3 separate regions of the Sus scrofa genome follow, and regions 1 and 2 are each linked to region 3. Evidence: chromatin contacts called from public HiChIP or PLAC-seq and promoter capture Hi-C data. All regions are on one chromosome and are shown on one strand. Each heading gives the region's core, a stretch centred on a gene start, on an enhancer-like site or on the middle of the called end of the contact. The rest is flanking DNA. Distances are from core to core; before and after follow the strand shown. Region 1 holds the start of TRIM36 (E3 ubiquitin-protein ligase TRIM36). Region 2 overlaps LOC110259444 (a long non-coding RNA gene). Region 3 holds the start of TICAM2 (toll like receptor adaptor molecule 2).

Region 1 (2,700 bases), core at 11-2,510, 410 kb after region 3:
AGCAACGTGGAATCCCAGCTGCATCTTTGACCTACACCACAGCTCAGGGCAACACAAGATCTTTAACCCACTGAGCAAGGCCAGGGATCGAAACTCCAACCTCATGGTATCCTAGTAGGATTTATTAACCACTGCACCGTGATGGGAATTCCCTATTTTATTATTGCTATTATTATTTTTTAGTAGTTATTTCCCCAATACAATTTTTTTTCTACTGTACAGCATGGTGACCCAGTTACACATACATGTACATGTTCTATTTTCACATATTATCATGCTTTAAAGAAAAATTCATGCCTTCATCACTCAGCTCCTTTTCAAGAAAAATAAAGGACTGCTTGTCGTGGAAGAATAAAGTAGGCCTGACTCTGTTCAGTCAACTTCTCAAGAGAAGCAAAGATTGTCAGGTGTGAAGGAAGCAGGGGGAAGACTGAGAGGCCAATTCAGCTGCAGCCTCCTAGGCGATCTGCTATTTTAAAAAGAAGTATAAAATAAGAAACATTCACTGAATGTCTAACTCAATCAGTGAAATGAATAATAGGAAAAGTGAGTTATTTGTAACTAAGAGAATGTTTTTCCAGGTATCTTGCTGGCAGGAATGGGTTTTTGTTTTTGTTTTTAATTAAAGGAAAGTTGAGTATCAAGAGGATATAGAGATACAATCGACCTTACACACTTAGAGTGTTTAAAACACAATCCTGGTGTTTGTTCTCATCTCAGAAGCACTGGCTTGGTCTTTGTTACCTATTGGATTTCAGGAAGGCTGACTTGAGATGCGTCGTTGCCGTTTCCTGGGTTCTCACTTATTTATTTATTTTTTTCCGGCGCTGTCAGCCAGATCCTTTGTTGTCCCTGCTCTGCATTCATTCTCTCTGCCCTCGCACCTCCAGACAGTGGGGTGGGGATTTTTCCTGGTCCTCGCGCCGCCCAGAGCTCCGGACAGCTACCGTCCGTCCTGGCATCGGATAAAGGACAGCTTTAACCATCCAGTGGATGACTGGGCTGGGTCGGCGAGAGGCCGGGAGCCCAGACCGGCTTTTGTGTGGGTGTTTGTCTCTGCAGCCGCCAGACCCCCGGCAGGAGGCGCGGGCAGAGACCCCCGAGGAGGCGGAGCCTCCGCGCCGGGCTCCGCCTGGTGAGGATTTCACCGCCGCCACCGCGGTCGCCGCCCTCGTTTGTTCCGTTACATCGTCCTGTCCCGACAGCTCAATCCAGACTAAGAACGCTGGACGTGGCTTTCCCGGAGCCCTCTATGGCCTTCATCCCACCGAACCTCGCTTTTTGCCTTTTTCTTCTGCGTTATTTTTCCTCGTTAACAGCATACTAGCGGGCGCTCGGCAAAACTCCGACTAAAAACAGAGAAAGACAGAAAAAACAAATTCGATGCACCCGCCTCGGTCCTCCAGAGTTTGTGAAGGGTCGTAACCATGTCCGAGTCGGGGGAGATAAGTGAATTTGGCTACATCATGGAATTGCTAGCCAGAGGCAAGGTAAGTGCTGGGACGCGTGGAGTGGAGCCCAGGCCTGGGACCCCACCCCGGGCACTACCTGGTCCGAGGCTGTGGGCGTCCCGGGTCCTTGCCGCCGCCGGGGAGGGCGGGGCTGGAATCCCAGGGCCGCGCTCTCAGTCTGTGTGTCCCAGCAGCTGCAGAATGCAAAGTAGCCGCTTTTTTTTTTTTTTTTTTTTTTTTTTCCCCTGGAATTGAGCGGCGTCTCTGAAATGAGCCAAAAGGGTCTTGGCCAGCTGGGTGAAGGCGGGGGCTTCTGGGACCGCAAGGGGCGGGAGATCAGTCTGCGAGGATGAGGAGAAGGGTCAGGCTTTGGCCGAGGAGGGCTCCGCGACGCACCCAGAGCTCCCAAGCGTGGTGACATCGCCTGTCCAGGCACAGAACACGGAGGGAGGGTCGGACTAGATGGTGAATAGGTGAGAAGAATGGGATTGGGTTCAGCGCGCACTCCGACCGTGTGGCAGATAAACAGGGGCAGAAGCCCAGTTCGCCTGGCCTTAGCTTTTTTAGCCCTCCTTCCAGGTCCTTGGCCGTTGTCCCAGGCTAGGAACATTTAAAGCATCCTTCCTTTGGTGTGCAGAGGGAGATGCTAAGGCGCCGGATTTCAGCAGGGCACCTGTCCGGGAGTCCTTTCGAAACCCAGGCTGGCGCAGTGGGCAGCTCCTAGTGACCACGCCCTCCGCCGGGCTGGGTGGCGCCGAGCCAAGACTGAAAGCCTTGCAGGAGGCAGCCCTACCCGCTGCAACCGAGAAAGTGCCTGGAGAGGCTCCTTAAGTGATTTGCAGGCGGGAAGTGTCGGGAAATGCAAAGTCTGCAAAGTCTGCGGGGTGCGCTGTCTACCAGGGTTCGCCTAAAGCTGAAAGCGGCTGCATTTGTCCTCTACACCTGGAGTTTCAAGAAAAGATAATAATGGCACAGAGGAGAAAAGGCCTCCCTGGGCAAGGTCATCAGAAAGAAGGATTATCTGCAGCCCTGATGTGAACACCTGAAACGTCATTCTCATACCTCACTAACTAACCTCAACTCTGCAGATGCTTAAGGCCAGACAGTCCTGCTGTTTCCCTTGAGGCTGGGGAGCGGGTTAACGCCCAGCACCCCGGGTGAATTCTCTCTCGTGCTCTGCAAACACGGAATACACTCATCCGAAACAGAATACTTATTAATCTTCTGAAGGTAGGGGTGGTTCCTACCA
Region 2 (2,867 bases), core at 235-2,734, 260 kb after region 3:
AGTAAACTTATATATAAGTTTATATATTACATATATAAGTAATAATAGTTTATATATATAAAAAGGAGCCCTGTAGCACTGCAAATGATATACAGAGATTGAGCTTTGGGGTTTGGAGAAGCATGCAACAGATTTTCTCTTTGACTTGGCTTGTTAACACAGATGGAGTAGATTTTATCATAAAATTTTTCCTCCCAATTAATAAACTAACTCCTAGTATGTTTATTAGTCTCTTAAAAATCCAGGAGAGTTCTCTAGTATCGCCGTGTAAGAGCATACATACCTAGCCATATTTTTAGAGAAATAAAATGAAGTATAAAATGTTTTACTGTATGTTTAGTATATACTACTGAATTTCTCTTATTCCAGAAATTCTTTATTCTCCACTGTTCTCTGTACTTCTTTCCCTTTCTTTTGATCTTCATAATAATCACATGGAATACGTAGGGGAAAGAAGACAAACAGAAATAGAAAAATCTTGGCTGCTAATATTACAGTTCTTCTGTGAACTGCCAAGATGATCACACCTACCCAGGCACAGGGTCCTCAGTAACCGAGATACCCCACCTATCCCTCACATTTTATATCAGAAGAACATAAGAATGCAGAGTGATCTGACCGTTCCTCCAGAGCACTGTGCTGATTCAGGCATTGTACTGTTTGGTTCATTCCATTCCCTAGTCCTCAATCCTATGACACAGGCGTTTTATAAAGAACCTAGGTAACTCATAAACTGGTCAGTGAAGTCCATAGATGACTAAGCATCTATTCAGGGCTAGTCCTGGCCATGCCACACTCACGGTGACTCTGTGCTTGGCACTGAGAGCCACGCTGTGTGGCTGTGAACTTCAGCTCTACAAGTATGAGCTATGCTGGCCAGGCCAGGTATACATGACCTCTCTGTGCCACAGTTCCTCATCTATAAATTAAAGGGTATAATCAGAGTGTTTTGAAAATCAAGTAAGTTAATACATGTAAGTATTTTAAACCAGGGGTCCTCAGTAAGTCATTTAGCCCAGGAGTCATCAAGCTGTGTCCAGCCCCACAACCTTTTAGGGAAAATGAAATTTTGCTGGAGCAAAGCCACACTCTTTCCTTACCTGTGGCTGCTTTCTCACTACAGCTGCACAGTTGAGCACCACTTGCAGTAAGACCAGATGGCCCACAAACTGAAAACATTCACTGTCTGGTCTTTTGCAGATGAAGTTTGCCAACACCAGCGTTGGATGAATTCTTGGTGAAAACTGAGTGCTCAGAAAGTGGTGCCTATTGTTGTCACTGTAATTGTCAAAGCTCACACTGAAGTCGTGGAGAACAGCCTTGCCCCGTCCATTGAGGGCTCAATACACTTCGTAGTTCAAGCAGTTTACTCTTCCGTTGTAATGCTGAAGTCTCTAATTAAGACATCCTTTACAATCAGCCATATTTTAGGCCTGTGTCAGGAGGGCAGTAACCTGATAGAACTGGTTTCTACTCTCGGAGAAAACTAGAGAGTCACTCCAATTAATCAAGTATAGCTGACCTGTCAGAAATCCTTGGTGGCTGGCAGAGTTGCAGCCCGGCTTTTCCAGGTCAGACCAACAAATGTGTTTGCTAGGAAAGCAGAAGGCAATGGACTGATTTTCTCTCCATATTAGGTCATGATGGACTTGTGCTGTGGGGATAGGAAAGGTCATCATCAGAAGCCCTGCTGTTTTTAGAGATCAAGTCTAAAGATAAGAAAGAATAAGGAGAAAGATCAGACACTAATCTGGATTTGCAAAAAAAAAGAAAGAAAGAAAAGGAAAAACAACAACAGCAACAACCAAAACCGAAGAAACAGAAAATAAAATAAAAAGAGCAATCTTTTCCCTGACCCTAATAGAATGCCTGGTTTAATTGGTATCAGCCTAAATTACAAAGCTGAACTAGATCTATTTGTCACACAGTGTGCAGCTCAATCTTTGAAAACACAGATCAGATCAGGTCCCTCCCTTGATGAAAGTCTTCCACCAACTTCTCATTTTAGCAGAAAATCCAAACTCTGCTATCCTGTGCTGTCTACTCCGTCTGGCACCATCGTCCCCTTGCTCACTTGGACCCATCACGTAAGCTTCTTTTCTTCCCAGCACATGTCAGGATGCTCCTGCCTGAGCTGATTGCACCTGCCTGCCTCTCCCTTCTTTCTGCCTAGAACACTACGTCCCAGCACCTCCACCAGGCTGGTGCCTTCTCATGTGTAGGGTCTCAGTTCAAACGGCACTTCCGCAACCAGTTTCTCTTAGGTTCACCCGCTTGTATTCTCCATTACATCTTTCTGTTCTGTTCACGGCCCTCATCCCGAATCGAAATTATGTTTTTGCTTCCTTGATAACCATCTGTCTTCAGTCATTAGTACATAAGCTCTGTGACCAGCTGGAATTTCACTTGTACATCATCGGTATTTAATAAATAGTTTTTCATTGAATGAATGAATGGGCCAGCAAGGTTTTTACCTCACAACTTCAAAAGACTGAAGTAAAAAATAAGAACTCTTGAGGAAAAATTAATTTAGGTCACGAAGCAGGGTGCAGTTGCAGTGCTGTAAAGAGGCAGAGACTGTCAAACAGAGCTCTTTGGAATGTGCTTTTGAAATGCGTTCCTCTGATACATGTGTCCTGTCGCCTATGTAGGCAGGACTTTCCTGCTTCTATGGAAGTGTGTTCTAAGTAGCAGCTACATTCCTCCTTGTTAATCTTCTTCAGACTGCCTTTAAGGCCAGCAGACAAATGGAATTTCCCTGAGTGCTGAGTTCACATAAATGCCTGAAGGTAATTTTTCCTTTCATTGTCTCTGGCATGGTAGTCACAAAGGTCAAGGCCGCCTTCTAGAAGAGAACGAAAATCATT
Region 3 (2,895 bases), core at 320-2,819:
TTAATGCAGGGGAAGCTTCTCTCTGCAACTTGACATAGTAAAACTTTTTTCATTGATGCAGTATTAAAGTGAGCAGTTAATCTTAACTAGCGAAGAGAGTCCGAATTCATTTGGGTTTATTTTTTGGGATGTATGTATGTAGCCTTGGAGGGTTGTCATGCCTTAGACCACCACTTGGTGGCTGGCACAATATAGTGTGGATCAGAACCTGAAGAACAGGCAGAATCAATGACAGCCAGTAGCCAGTGATTTCTTCACTATTCAGTGGCAGTAGCAAACCCTTTCACTCCTTATTTACATTAGAAAGAAATTCTGTATACGTTTTTCCTTATTTTTTCTTCCCATAACAGTTTTTCACCATTTGATGAACGGTTTCATCTAAACTTGAATTATTTTGGCATATGTAGCTGGTACTTATGTCATTATGAATAAGATTCTAATTTCTTCTTGATCTCTGATCTTTGCTCATGAACAATATATAAAAATCCTTTGGAATATAGCCTATGGGCCCATATTTGACAACATGTATTTTATACTTATCTATTCTGAATTTTCTGTCTTTTGATGAAAGTACCCCCTTGAAACTGCTTATTTGGGTATTAACAATACTGCAGCATTAGATTCACATGGAGTATCTCTCTTTCACAGCTGATCTAATTCTTCTACTCTGAGTTTAGGCCTTTTAAAATAAAAGAATGATACAGACTATGATCATTATTGATTTCCCTGGAAATCACAAGGCTTTGTTTCCAGATTACACTTCCAAACCAAGATGTTACTTTTTTTACCTGGGTGCAGAAATATGTTTTCTTAATTATTCCCAGGATTAGCTGGAAAAAGATATTCCTTACTTTTTGCAAAAGTTTATTAGTTTCTGCACCAGCCCCAGTACAACAATCCCTGACCCTAGACCAAAAAAAAAGAAAAGAAAAAAAAAGAGAAAAAGCTCTGAACCGGTGAATCCTGAGCAACATTTCATTTAACATTTCAGATCTTTTTATTCTGAGTCAGCAGAGCTGCCTATTAGCTGTCTTTAGGGTATTTGTATTCTGTTTTGTATTTGCATTTGAAACAAAAATATGTTTTGAAGTTAATATGAATATTTTGTTTCTTTTAGTTTTCCTGTTTCTAGTTTACACAGTAATTTGGTTATGGAGAAGTTGAATTTAAACTCCATATGAGTAGAGTGATACGGTCCCTTTTCGCTAACACACCAAAGTAATTTAACTGGAGTTTATAATGCCAATATAATACCATTTAAAGTTTCCAAACATCTCCTTTTATATTAAACCGGACCCCTGTGTTTAACCTACCCCTGCCTACCTGTGGTAGCCCTTGTGGAACTCAAACAAGACAAGTGACTTCATCTCCAATGATCTCTTTGACATTTTCTTCTTAGAAAGCTATATATTATAATCTTTTTGAGGTTTGCAGGTTGAATGAGATTTTCCATTTTAATTGTTTTGATGAAATTTACAGTAGTCTTCTGCTTTGTTATTTCTCCTTTTAGGATGAAAAGAAATGCTGAGAAATAAATAAAGCTTTCCTTTCTGACTTGGATATTTATAATGGGTATCGGGAAGTCTAAGACAGATCCCTGCCTTCTTTCTCTCTCTTGGAGTAAAAGCCACGGTGTGGATACAAGTCAAAAACCTCACGAGACAGATTGCACGATATCTGAGGAAATCCCCCTGCATGGTGGCGAAGATGTTGCATGTAGCAGTTCAGCAGAGATGCCAACAGGAGAGCAGGAGGGAGCTGACGGAGTGGAAGAGATGCCTGAAGAGGAAGCAGAAGAAGAGGTGTTCCTCAAATTTGTGATACTACACGCAGAAGATGACACAGATGAAGCCCTCAGAGTCCAGAATCTGCTGCAAAATGACTTCGGGATCAAACCTGGAATAATCTTTGCTGAGATGCCGTGTGGCAGACAGCATTTACAGAATTTAGACGATGCTGTCAATGGCTCTGCCTGGACAATCTTGCTATTGACTGAAAACTTTCTAAGAGACACCTGGTGTAAGTTCCAGTTCTATACATCTCTCATGAACTCCGTGAACAGACAGCACAAATACAACTCTGTCATCCCCATGCGGCCCCTGAACAACCCCCTGCCCCGAGAAAAGACCCCCTTTGCTCTGCGAACCATCAACGCCCTGGAGGAAGAAAGTCGTGGCTTTCCTACACAAGTGGAAAGGATTTTTCAGGAGTCTGTGTATCAGATACAACAGGCTATATGGAAAGAGACCAGAAATCTGGTACAAAGACAATTGATTGCCTGAGATGGGACATATAACACATGGTGTGCCCTTGTTTTGTAAAGCAAATGGTTTCTCTTCACTTGAGAAAGCAAATTTCTAGGAAAAGTTTAAATGGAAGAGAACCTTGCTCTTAGGGGAAAACTGTAGAGCCCAAGAAAAATAGATTTTTGCAGGACACTCTATAGAATTGAGGTACTTTTGATGTTTCTCTAAACTTGCAATTGTCAGAGTTGCAAAACCTCTGATTCCTCTCACAGCTTTCCTAGTTCAACAAAGGATATTTTAAATTCACTTTTCTTGTATTGAACTTGAACAAGAACTTATATGATAGACATTTAAAAAAATACCATAACACTTTGATTTTGTTCTCAAAAGACACGTTGGCAAAACAATGGCCTTGAGAAATCTGACAGCTCTCCCTGTTGCGGCACCTCTCACGAATGTTGCAGGAAAGCCTTCCCAGTATTGTCGTCCAGAAATAGGGATAGCCAGATTAGTTCATTTGGAATGGTGAGAACTGATAAATGTGAAATGAAAAATAGATGTGAGAATGGTGGGCCTCTTTAAAATAATCCAATCCAATGCGTTTTCCTTTCAGCTGGAATTTGCAAAGTTGGAGGCAGTTCCCACCACT

Evidence for each region. Promoter capture Hi-C pulls out the DNA fragments that hold promoters and counts their contacts. HiChIP or PLAC-seq counts read pairs in DNA pulled down with a chosen protein or histone mark.
Region 1: a contact with region 3 is called in a promoter capture Hi-C map of fetal liver, with 3 times the contacts expected there. The contact joins the promoter of TRIM36 here to the promoter of TICAM2 in region 3. A contact is called at or near these places in 1 of 5 promoter capture datasets (fetal liver), 3 of 47 Hi-C or Micro-C datasets (liver, retroperitoneal adipose tissue and skeletal muscle) and 1 of 2 datasets of contacts at active chromatin or transcription factors (alveolar macrophages).
Region 2: a contact with region 3 is called in an H3K27ac HiChIP or PLAC-seq map of skeletal muscle. The contact joins the enhancer-like site here to the promoter of TICAM2 in region 3. A contact is called at or near these places in 10 of 47 Hi-C or Micro-C datasets (blood, liver, mesenchymal stem cells and 5 more) and 2 of 2 datasets of contacts at active chromatin or transcription factors (alveolar macrophages and skeletal muscle).

The regions. Positions count from the first base shown.
Region 1 is chr2:119,350,951-119,353,650 of Sscrofa11.1, reverse strand. TRIM36 (E3 ubiquitin-protein ligase TRIM36) reads left to right here and starts at 1,260. Exons shown (of 11, transcript XM_021084641.1): 1 at 1,260-1,490. The coding sequence starts at 1,428.
Region 2 is chr2:119,498,603-119,501,469 of Sscrofa11.1, reverse strand. The region is part of intron 1 of LOC110259444 (a long non-coding RNA gene); the gene reads left to right. Among named protein-coding and RNA genes, the nearest start is that of CCDC112, 19 kb to the right of the region's middle. Within about 2 kb of position 1,484, at least 12 of the 83 cell types and tissues checked have an H3K27ac peak or open chromatin away from gene starts, as enhancers often do. A contact at or near this core is called in skeletal muscle, where this site is marked.
Region 3 is chr2:119,759,433-119,762,327 of Sscrofa11.1, reverse strand. TICAM2 (toll like receptor adaptor molecule 2) reads left to right here and starts at 1,569. Exons shown (of 1, transcript NM_001204351.1): 1 at 1,569-2,895. The coding sequence starts at 1,569. The coding sequence ends at 2,282.